Regions from separate parts of the Mus musculus genome. Here regions 2 and 3 are each linked to region 1. The links are chromatin contacts, called in public capture Hi-C and promoter capture Hi-C maps. All regions are on one chromosome and are shown on one strand. The core of a region is the stretch at or near the end of the contact, and the rest is flanking DNA. Distances in the headings are between cores, read along the strand shown. Region 1 holds the start of Ccdc39 (coiled-coil domain containing 39). Region 2 holds the start of 4930419G24Rik (RIKEN cDNA 4930419G24 gene). Region 3 holds the start of Sox2ot (SOX2 overlapping transcript (non-protein coding)).

Region 1 (2,890 bases), core at 185-2,684:
GCTAACTGTAGAGCCAGCAGGATCGCTCTCCTAAATACCTCTTATACAATGTAATAATATATTAATTATACAGTGTCTCCTGCCCATCTCATCTCTAGTTCAACAAGACACCCATCAGGTTGGTGGGCTGGCTCCAAACCTTCAATTGGCGGCTATGACTCGGGCACCAGCAGTGATCTTTTATCTGTCCTAATATTGATGGTCCTTAAGGGGAAATGCCCAATCCTAACCAGAGGGGAGAGCAGAGCAAAGCAGAGCAGAGTAGAGTAGAGCAGAGCAGAGCAGAGCAGAGCAGAGCAGAGCAGAGCAGAGCAGAGCAGAGCAGAGCATTCCAAACGTTCCAGTCTTCTCAGAAGATTTACCCAAAAGTCTTTTATGCTCACTTTCAGAGGGCAGAAAATATTCTCTTCTACCTTGTCAATTTGCACAAATCTTCAATTCTTGGTTCCCTCTTCCCCACACCCTAGTACCATTTCGTGGGACTTTGGGTGACTGCTAAAGATGCATTAACTTTGTGGAGCCGGTTGCAATTAAAAAAACAAAAAACAAACAAACAAAAAAACGACTTAAACTGCATGTATTTTAGTTGGTGCAGGTTTGTCCTAACAATGTGAAATATTTCACCATCTTGTGACACCTCGATTCTCACTCTGAAACTCTATATTGCATACTTCACTAAAATGTTTTCCTTGAAAGCACCTCAAGCGATTTTAAACATCACAGAAACACAAATGCTGGCAAGAATGTGTCTTGTGTGTGCACATGTGTAAATGGTGGTTACTAGGAAACACCAAAAATGCATTTGTGATCCTTAATTGGATGGGAAAGGCCTGCTAGCTGGCACCTGAAACAGCTGGAAGAGTGAGACTCGGGTTTTATGGCCCTGAATAGAAATTGTTGCTTCGATAAAACTTTCAAATGTGTAGTAACTGATAGGAGCAGGAGAGAAAGTGGGGAGGCCGGAGTATCAGATCTAAGTGATGAAGTCAGGCCACAAGAGGTGCAAATGAGCAGCGCGGCACCTGTACGTGGGACTTGGTCTTCCCTGGCCCTCCCCCGGATTCCCACTGGATACCCACCTAGCCCAGCATCCTCTATTTACACTCCTTACCTAGTCTTTACCTGGTCATCCATTGGCAGTCCTGGCGGCGTTCAACCAGCCCTTTTACCATTCCTCAGCTGTTCCCCTCTGGTCGTCTCTCCCCTAAATCCCACCCGGTCCTCCTCACCTGATCCTCCAGGATCTTGTTCTCCTGATTGGCCACGGGGATGGCGAACCCATCTTCCCAGTGCAGCTCTGACAAGAACTCACTGCACATGGCGTACGAGGCTCAAAGGAATCACAGACAAGCCACCCAAAACCGTTCCCTGGAGCTCGCAGCCAAGCCTAACCGTCTGTATTCCGCGGCCCTAGCAACAGCCAGGCGCCCTTAGTTACCAAACAGGAAGCACTCAGGCTGGAAGGCGGAACTTCCTTTGAGAATTCCCTTGTCCTTTTTGCAGCCGGTAGAATTTGCTTGCCTGTGTCTGTGAGGCACAGCTCTCTTTGCACGGATAGATACACTCCCAGGACTTCCAAAACGTGCAAATCTGGAAGCTCGGGTGCTCCAGAGGACCACAAAGTTCGGGGATGGAAGGCATAGGCTCCTGGGGTGCCAGGATGGTGGACTACAGGATAGCAGGATGGACGACCACCAGATTGAGGGATAGTATAATACCCAAAAGTGGCTTCAGATTTGTTCTTAAGTCATATATAAGGGACCATGATCTGGGAACACAGATCCAGGCTGCCCCAAATAGCATGTTCTCGCATGGAAACTTGCTTCACTACGTTTTTGTAATTGCAGAAGAAAAGGAAGCAATAAATCAAGGCATTTTTCCAATGCATTGATGAAAACATCACCAAAGACTGTTAGTATTGGGTTTGAGATGGAAGCTGAGAAAACTCACTTTAGAGATGGAAATTTAAAAATTAAGGCTTTATTTTCTGAGTGCTCAGGGAGGCAGCCAGTTTGGGATCTGAACCACGTACGGGGTGGGAGATTATACAGCATTGTTATAGGATGGTAACACAATTCAAAGTGGGGAGCTGGTGGGAACTGCAGCGTTATCCAATTGTATTTTGACATTATGTGTTAAACATGGGAGTACCTGTTGGGAGACTGAGCCTGTACAGAGCACCTGGCTTCAAGGTCCTTAATTCATTCTCCAAGACATTAGGTCCAGAGCTAAGAGTGATAAGGGGACAAAGACGCTGGCAGGAGCATATGAACTTGTTTAACCCTGCCAGCAAGACAGAGAAGTTGTGCCTGAGATGTCTAGACTCAACCGTTTACAACAGAAGATGTTCAGCTATGGGGAAGCCCCTGGCTTCCCTGGGATCTGGGACCTTGAATTTACTTTATCCCTATGATTAAATGGAGTCTGAAAACGAAATGGTACTGCCTGGAGTAAGTTTCCTTTGCTTCTTCCCAACAACAGCATAGTTGGGAAGTCAGTGCTATCCATAGGTTTCAAATACTATCTGGTGACATTCATAGCTTTGGGGTTGGTGAAAGCTAGTGGTTTGCTAAGTTAGTACAGCCCAACAAGCATTACCTGGTCAAATGGGCAATGAACGGCTGGCTATTAAGGAGACTAAAGATAGCTCAAGATAATTTGGCTCTGGGTTTCCAACTCTACACCATCGAAGTTCTGATCAAGTCAGTCAGCTTTAACATAAGAGCAGAACGGCATCCACAGCAAGATGCTCACAGCACAACACTCCTACCTACGGCCCATCCAAAAGGTGAGCTGACAAACATAATATCCCAACTGCCTTCCCAGTGCCAGTTGCTGAGTTGTGTGTGTTCCACACACTAAGCCAGGGAGAATAGTATGCACTGGTATT
Region 2 (2,890 bases), core at 135-2,634, 820 kb before region 1:
CTGCCAGGAATGCCAAGGGCTCACCTGCCAATCATTCACACAGGTATTGTGGGCTGGATATTTTCAAATGTTATTCACAAAGGCCTGACTCTGATGGGCTGGTGATCATTGTAAAATGGTTTATACTTCCTTATGTCAACTCAGTAGAGGATTGATTACCCTGAAGAAGAGGCATCTTCGCTTTATAGACAACAACAAACCCACCCTCGCAACATAACATTTATTCCCCAATCCTAGAAATCTTTAATAACTTAAAAATTTATTCAATTTTGGTGTTACATAATTTTCATTACTTACAATGTGGCGTTTAGAATAAAATAAAACCACACATGTTGGCAGCAGCTGGGGACCAGATCTGCTGATATTCTGAAAATAAGCCGCCATAATTTAGCATCTGACAGAAATGTGCTTCATGAGGGCTGTAAATGGCCATTTCTCTAATTCTAGGCATGTGTGTAATCGGAATAGAATCACGGCATTTACAAATGCGTTATGGAAGAAATGAAATGTTTAACATAACAACCTAATCTAAATTATAAGATAAATGCAAGAAAAATATTTTTCATCTCAGAATTTAAAACTGAGAATTGCACAGGGTGGCAATGAGTTGTGCTATAGATATTTATGGAGACTTTTACAGGGTGTTTCAGGAGTCCCTGGGCATGTGCAGGATCAGTTTCAGCATGCCTTCAAAGACAAATAGACTTCTTCCTATGTGTGTTACAATAAAGGCTGAAAATGGCCCTTTCATGCTCAAAATAGAGATGGTGTTTCCTCATCAAGGCCACCAAGTGTGGAGAGGAGCAGAGAGCCATTTTCTGCATGGAGATTTGGGGACTTCCGGCCCATCCCTGTAACACAGTTATCAACATAAATATGTATAGACAAGTGTGTAGTATGCAAAGTCACAACAGAAATATAGTTAACAATTAAGAAAATTTAGACCATCTACTGGTAAACTGACATATGTATATAATATGACTGGATTTATTCAGGAATTCAATTTTTTTTGCTTGTTATTGGTATTTCTCAAAGTTAACAAGACTCCTTTTAAAGAAGTAGAGTGTACAGATATTGTCTTAAATTTTAAAACTAATGTTGAGTAATGAAAATTAATATTCATGATCAAGAACTATTTTTTTTTCAATTTTGGCTTTCATTTATATTTGCACAGTTGTTTCATTGAAACTGCCTTAAAAAGATTGGCGTGAGTTACTGTTTTTCTTTCTTTTAGCTGATGATCGCATTTTTTGATACATTAACATATGTCAGCTTCCTACAGGAACCCTATGGGTCTGCCCACCTGTGATGTCACAGTAAGGAGGGGCTTTTCTTCTGCAGACTCCTCCCTCGGTATCTCCTTCATCACCATGGCAACAGCCTTATCTGCAGCCCTAGAGCCTTTTCCCTACAACAGTGAAACCAACAACGAATGTGTCAGGAGGCATCTTGAAGTTATTTATGACAAGATAGGCTAATGTTTAAAGAGCAATCCGACATGAGTGAAGAGGTAGGCTGCTGCCAGGGAATCTTGAGGCTTTTGGCTGAGGAGAAAACACACAAAATCTGAAAGATTATTTGTGAACTTGTAGTTAGCTACTTTTTCACCCTCTACAGCGAACCTGTTTAACATAGTATTTTTATATGTATAAGATATTTGAAGGCAATTAACATAATAGGAATATATTTTTGTAGTATCAGTTTTAGTATGCTATGACTTCCTGTTGTATTCATTCGTAAATTTTGACTAGGCAGTCCCTAGATATTTTGGTTTAGGGCAGAGATTGGAGCCAGGCTCTGATTTGTTGAGAATTTTTTTTTTTTTTTTTTTTTTCTGGGTGGTCTTTGAAATCTCACGTTTCAGTGGATTTGGCATAGGGTGTGTATAAGTGCCATCTTGTAAGTGTTCTACAGTGGCCTCTCATAGCAGAGGGTTCTGTGAGATGGGCTGACCTGAGGGAGGTAGTACTTTTCCCCTAGTTTTAATGTCTTTGAGACTAAAAAACATCAATACAATTTTAGAAATGTCTTCCAATTGAAGAATTTTATAAACAGACAAGTTAAACATTCCTGTTGGGGCAGATCCTGTTGGGGCTGTCTCTGGTGTCAGATTGTCTCCGATAAGGAGAACTGTGAGTCACCAGGGATGTCAGCCTTCTGTATTTTGAGTTGACCAGAGTCTCAAGTTTATGAGACTAAATATGGGGCGCTCATCAGGGAACAAAACAAAGCATCGCTTTCCCAGTCAGTAATCTCAGTATTTTCAAAGCAAAAACGTGGATGTTTCTCTGGTCTCTTGGCACAACCTCCCCGGAGAAAATCATCTTTACACTAAGAACACATTCCATATTTTGTGTTGTCAATCTACTTAAGATATAGCTGTCTCACAAGTAGAGAGAGACAAGGATGGGTGGTGTGTGTGTGTGTGTGTGTGTGTGTGTGTGTGTGTGTGTGCATGTGTGTGTGTTGTCTCGGAGTTGTCTGGGAAGGGATTAACCCTAGAACTCATTAAACTCGGTAGCTTCACCTGATGTAACACAAAGAGGCTTAAGTTAGTATTTTAGGTGTTCCTAGGACATCTAGAAAGCAAGTCCCATTTAGGGGTGAACCATCCATTTACACAGGTTCTAACTTCCTAAAATGGAGCCAGTTGCACCTTATATTTATGGAATTAAAGGAAACCTTTTTGTATAGTTAACAGACTTTAAGATGTGTGAATCTGTTTATAGTTCTGTAGCTTTGTTTTGGCTTAAGGACTGTATTATTAAATGATCATGTGTTCCTTTTAAAGACAGAATAGCAAGTATTAGAGCTCTTATTTCTCAGATGTATTAGAATAATTTTCATATGTGTTCTCAAAAGACTATGTGGCCTCAATCCCTAGACTCAC
Region 3 (2,890 bases), core at 131-2,630, 720 kb after region 1:
CGCAAAGAACGGCCACTGGCTTGAGACAGGCCCAGTGCTTCCTTTATCCCAGCTCCTTTATGCTCCCCTTTTAAAGAAGCTGTCAAGTTCTCTTTCTGCAGCTGACAGGAAAGGCCAAATCTGGGATGCTGCAAAGCAGCACAAAAAAGAAAGTTTTTTGTGTTGATGTTTTTACCAAGTGAGCTAAGGAGAATTTTAGAATCATGTAATTTACTCCGGAGGCATTTACTGTACATAGCTATAGTGATGGTAATTTCCTTCATTGTTGAAGTGAAAAGATAACCATCAATCAGTTGTCAATTGGTCAATTGCAGAAGTGATGAAAAGAACCCAGTTGGAACAATCACTTCTGTGGCTACCTAGGCCATTGGGAGGCTTGAGAAAAGCGTGGGAACTGGATTGCGTTTTTTAAAGGGATTGGGCCAGATCACCAGAAAGGTTAATGGGCATCGCCACCCGGTTAAGAATGGTTTTACCAGTACACATTTTCAAACTGAAATAGTAAAATTGAAACATGATGTTAAAGGTAAAAAATTGTTCACTGAGCTAGGTAAGAGGTAACCAACCCCCTCCCCAAACCCTGGAAATTACTATTCTCTTAATAGCGAAATAAATAATAACTCATTAATAATAGCAACACAAGTTCATAACAATGGTCTGTGCCATCTTAGCTCTGGTCCTAGGGACCTTGAAACAAGTCACTTTCCAGGTATTTTTCTTAAGGCATGGGAAAAATCAAGTTAATTTTAAATATTGGGCTTAAACAAACATCTTCAAATAATCTTGTTGTTAAAAGCCCGTGGGTGTTCACATACAAGTTAGGATAACGGTAGTTTTTAAAATCAGTAACTTGCTTGAGTGGGAATGGTGCCTCAGGACTTAGTGCTGGGATTCCCTGTCAATTTCTCCTATTTCTAAGAAGAGCAATGTCATAGATTTATTCTGAGAGAGTCCCAAACACGTCTTGTTGGGGGTTTTGTTTGTTTGCTTGCTTGCTTGTTTTGGGTTTAGTTTTGTTTTGTTTTTTGTTTTTTGTTTGTTTTTTCTTTGCTGCTTTGTTTTGTTTTGTTTTTACTGTGGTAGGTAATAAAAAGGGATTACAGGCCCCTAGAAGGACACAGCATCATCAGCGTGCAATCCAGCCCATGGTTTCTTAGATACCGTATTGTCTATTCTGTTCCGCTATGTGAAAAATGTTGAATATCAACAATGGGTTTCAGTGCTGCATTGTTGAGTTTTGTATGAACTAATCTAGCTTCACTAAAAAAAAAAATAAAGAAGAAGAAAAAAAAGAAAAAGAAGGAAAGAAAGAAGAAATAAAGGGAAAGAAAAAAAAACGACAGCTTTGAACAAAAGTCCACAGCCAGTGTGTTCCAAGTCCCTGCTCAGGGCTGACTGTGGCAGGGGACACTCTCCTGCTGGCTCTCTCTGTCCACACTTAGCTGGCTCCTGTCCTCAGGTGCACGGCCACACCCTCGCACCCAACCTTGATCCTCTGATGGGGAAGGTCCCAGGACTTGTCTGCTGGGACAGGCCTCACCCCCAAGAGCTCTGGGCAGTACCGAGAAGGTAAGGGATTGCGCGCGCAGCTTCTCTGCCCGGGTGGGCTGGCCTAGCTCGGAAACTTTGTGGAGAACCATGGATTTTTTAACTTCCACCTGTCTCTGTTCTCCTCTTCCTCCTCCTCCTCTTGCTTCTTCTTCTTCCTCCTCTAGCAAACCTGACAGATTTCTCCAGAACAGTGGCCATCCATGGGATGAGTGAAAGCCTCTTTCTATTCCAGTAAGTAATTGACTTGTAACTAAAAAATTGTCGTGGCTGCTGTGTCAAGTGCAGGGTGAGTGGCTGCTGGCACAGGTGCTGCTTCTCCTTTAGAATGGAAAGAAAGGGGGCTTAACCTGTGATTAAGTTTCAAGTCAATTGACCTCCACATGATAGCACATAATTCTCCCTTGCCTCCCGAAAGGCCCTGCCTGGTTCCTGTTTTGACCCTGGGTCTGACACCTGTGCTTTAATGTCTCCCAGTGCAAAGGCTAGAGTTGCTCTTTTCCTTTATTAAGTAAGTGAGAATATAAAGAGCCCAGGGTGAATCCCAGTGGTATGGACCATAACTATCTGAAAGAGTGCACTGTGACGTTGTTTGTGAGGGGTTGGCTTGGTTTGGTTTGGTGTTTTTTTTTTTGGTTTTTGGTTTTTTTTTTTTTTTTTTTTTTTTTTTTTTTTTTTTTAGTGCACTAACTCTAACTTCATGGAAATTATTCTTGTACAGTTTTAAACTCTGATTTTTATAGACAAATGTCATGAGCTTGCTAGGGTTACACAGGGAATGGCAGGCAAGTAAGGGTGTTAGGAAGTTGACATAAAGTGCTTTGGAGTGCTCAACTCCGATGCACCACACTTCACGAGCTCAACACGCCTCAATCTTTGCTGATTTTTTTTTTTAAGCTGTAAGAGGAAATAGCAACATTGTTTCTCTGAGTTTCTACAAACGGGCTCAAAGTCTATTTAATGTCTGCTGGATGCCCCACTTGAATTTTGGAGTCAGGGGGATACATACTAACCAAAAGCAAAATAAATAGGTGACAGCTAAAATTACTGCTCTCCATTCCTTTTACAAAGACCAGTTGCATGCTATGATTTTCTGTAAGATTCAGGCAGCTCCGGGCTGCTGTGTTTTCCTCTTTTTCTTACCATGGGAATTAAAAGTGCACGCTGATGGTGGCTACTCAGCCTCATTTTGGGGCCAGGCTGGGATGAGCTGTCTGAGCCATTTCTGACCCTCCGCTTGCAGCAGCGAGCCTGAATTCCCCCCTTGCTTGCCCATCACTGTCAGTCAATTATAGGATTGAACTGAACCAGAAAATCTGGTACAGTCTGGTAATTAGTACAA

The links. Promoter capture Hi-C pulls out the DNA fragments that hold promoters and counts their contacts. Capture Hi-C pulls out chosen DNA fragments and counts their contacts.
Region 2: a capture Hi-C map of embryonic stem cells shows a contact between it and region 1, with 3 times the contacts expected there. The contact joins the promoter of 4930419G24Rik here to the promoter of Ccdc39 in region 1. A contact is called at or near these places in 5 of 39 promoter capture datasets (the SN4741 cell line, cranial neural crest, embryonic stem cells and 1 more) and 1 of 9 other capture datasets (embryonic stem cells).
Region 3: a contact with region 1 is called in a promoter capture Hi-C map of embryonic stem cells, with 2.6 times the contacts expected there. The contact joins the promoter of Sox2ot here to the promoter of Ccdc39 in region 1. A contact is called at or near these places in 2 of 39 promoter capture datasets (embryonic stem cells and stem cell-derived epiblast-like cells) and 2 of 115 datasets of contacts at active chromatin or transcription factors (both in embryonic stem cells).

Annotation. Positions count from the first base shown.
Region 1 is chr3:33,842,876-33,845,765 of GRCm38.p6, forward strand. It overlaps Ccdc39 (coiled-coil domain containing 39), which reads right to left and starts at 1,435. Exons shown (of 20, transcript NM_026222.2): 1 at 1,230-1,435. The coding sequence starts at 1,319.
Region 2 is chr3:33,023,393-33,026,282 of GRCm38.p6, forward strand. 4930419G24Rik (RIKEN cDNA 4930419G24 gene) reads left to right here and starts at 1,385. Exons shown (of 8, transcript NR_040595.1): 1 at 1,385-1,510. Pex5l (peroxisomal biogenesis factor 5-like) reads right to left here. Exons shown (of 16, transcript NM_001310460.1): 4 at 1,304-1,408.
Region 3 is chr3:34,559,001-34,561,890 of GRCm38.p6, forward strand. It overlaps Sox2ot (SOX2 overlapping transcript (non-protein coding)), which reads left to right and starts at 1,381. Exons shown (of 5, transcript NR_015580.2): 1 at 1,381-1,569; 2 at 1,716-1,782.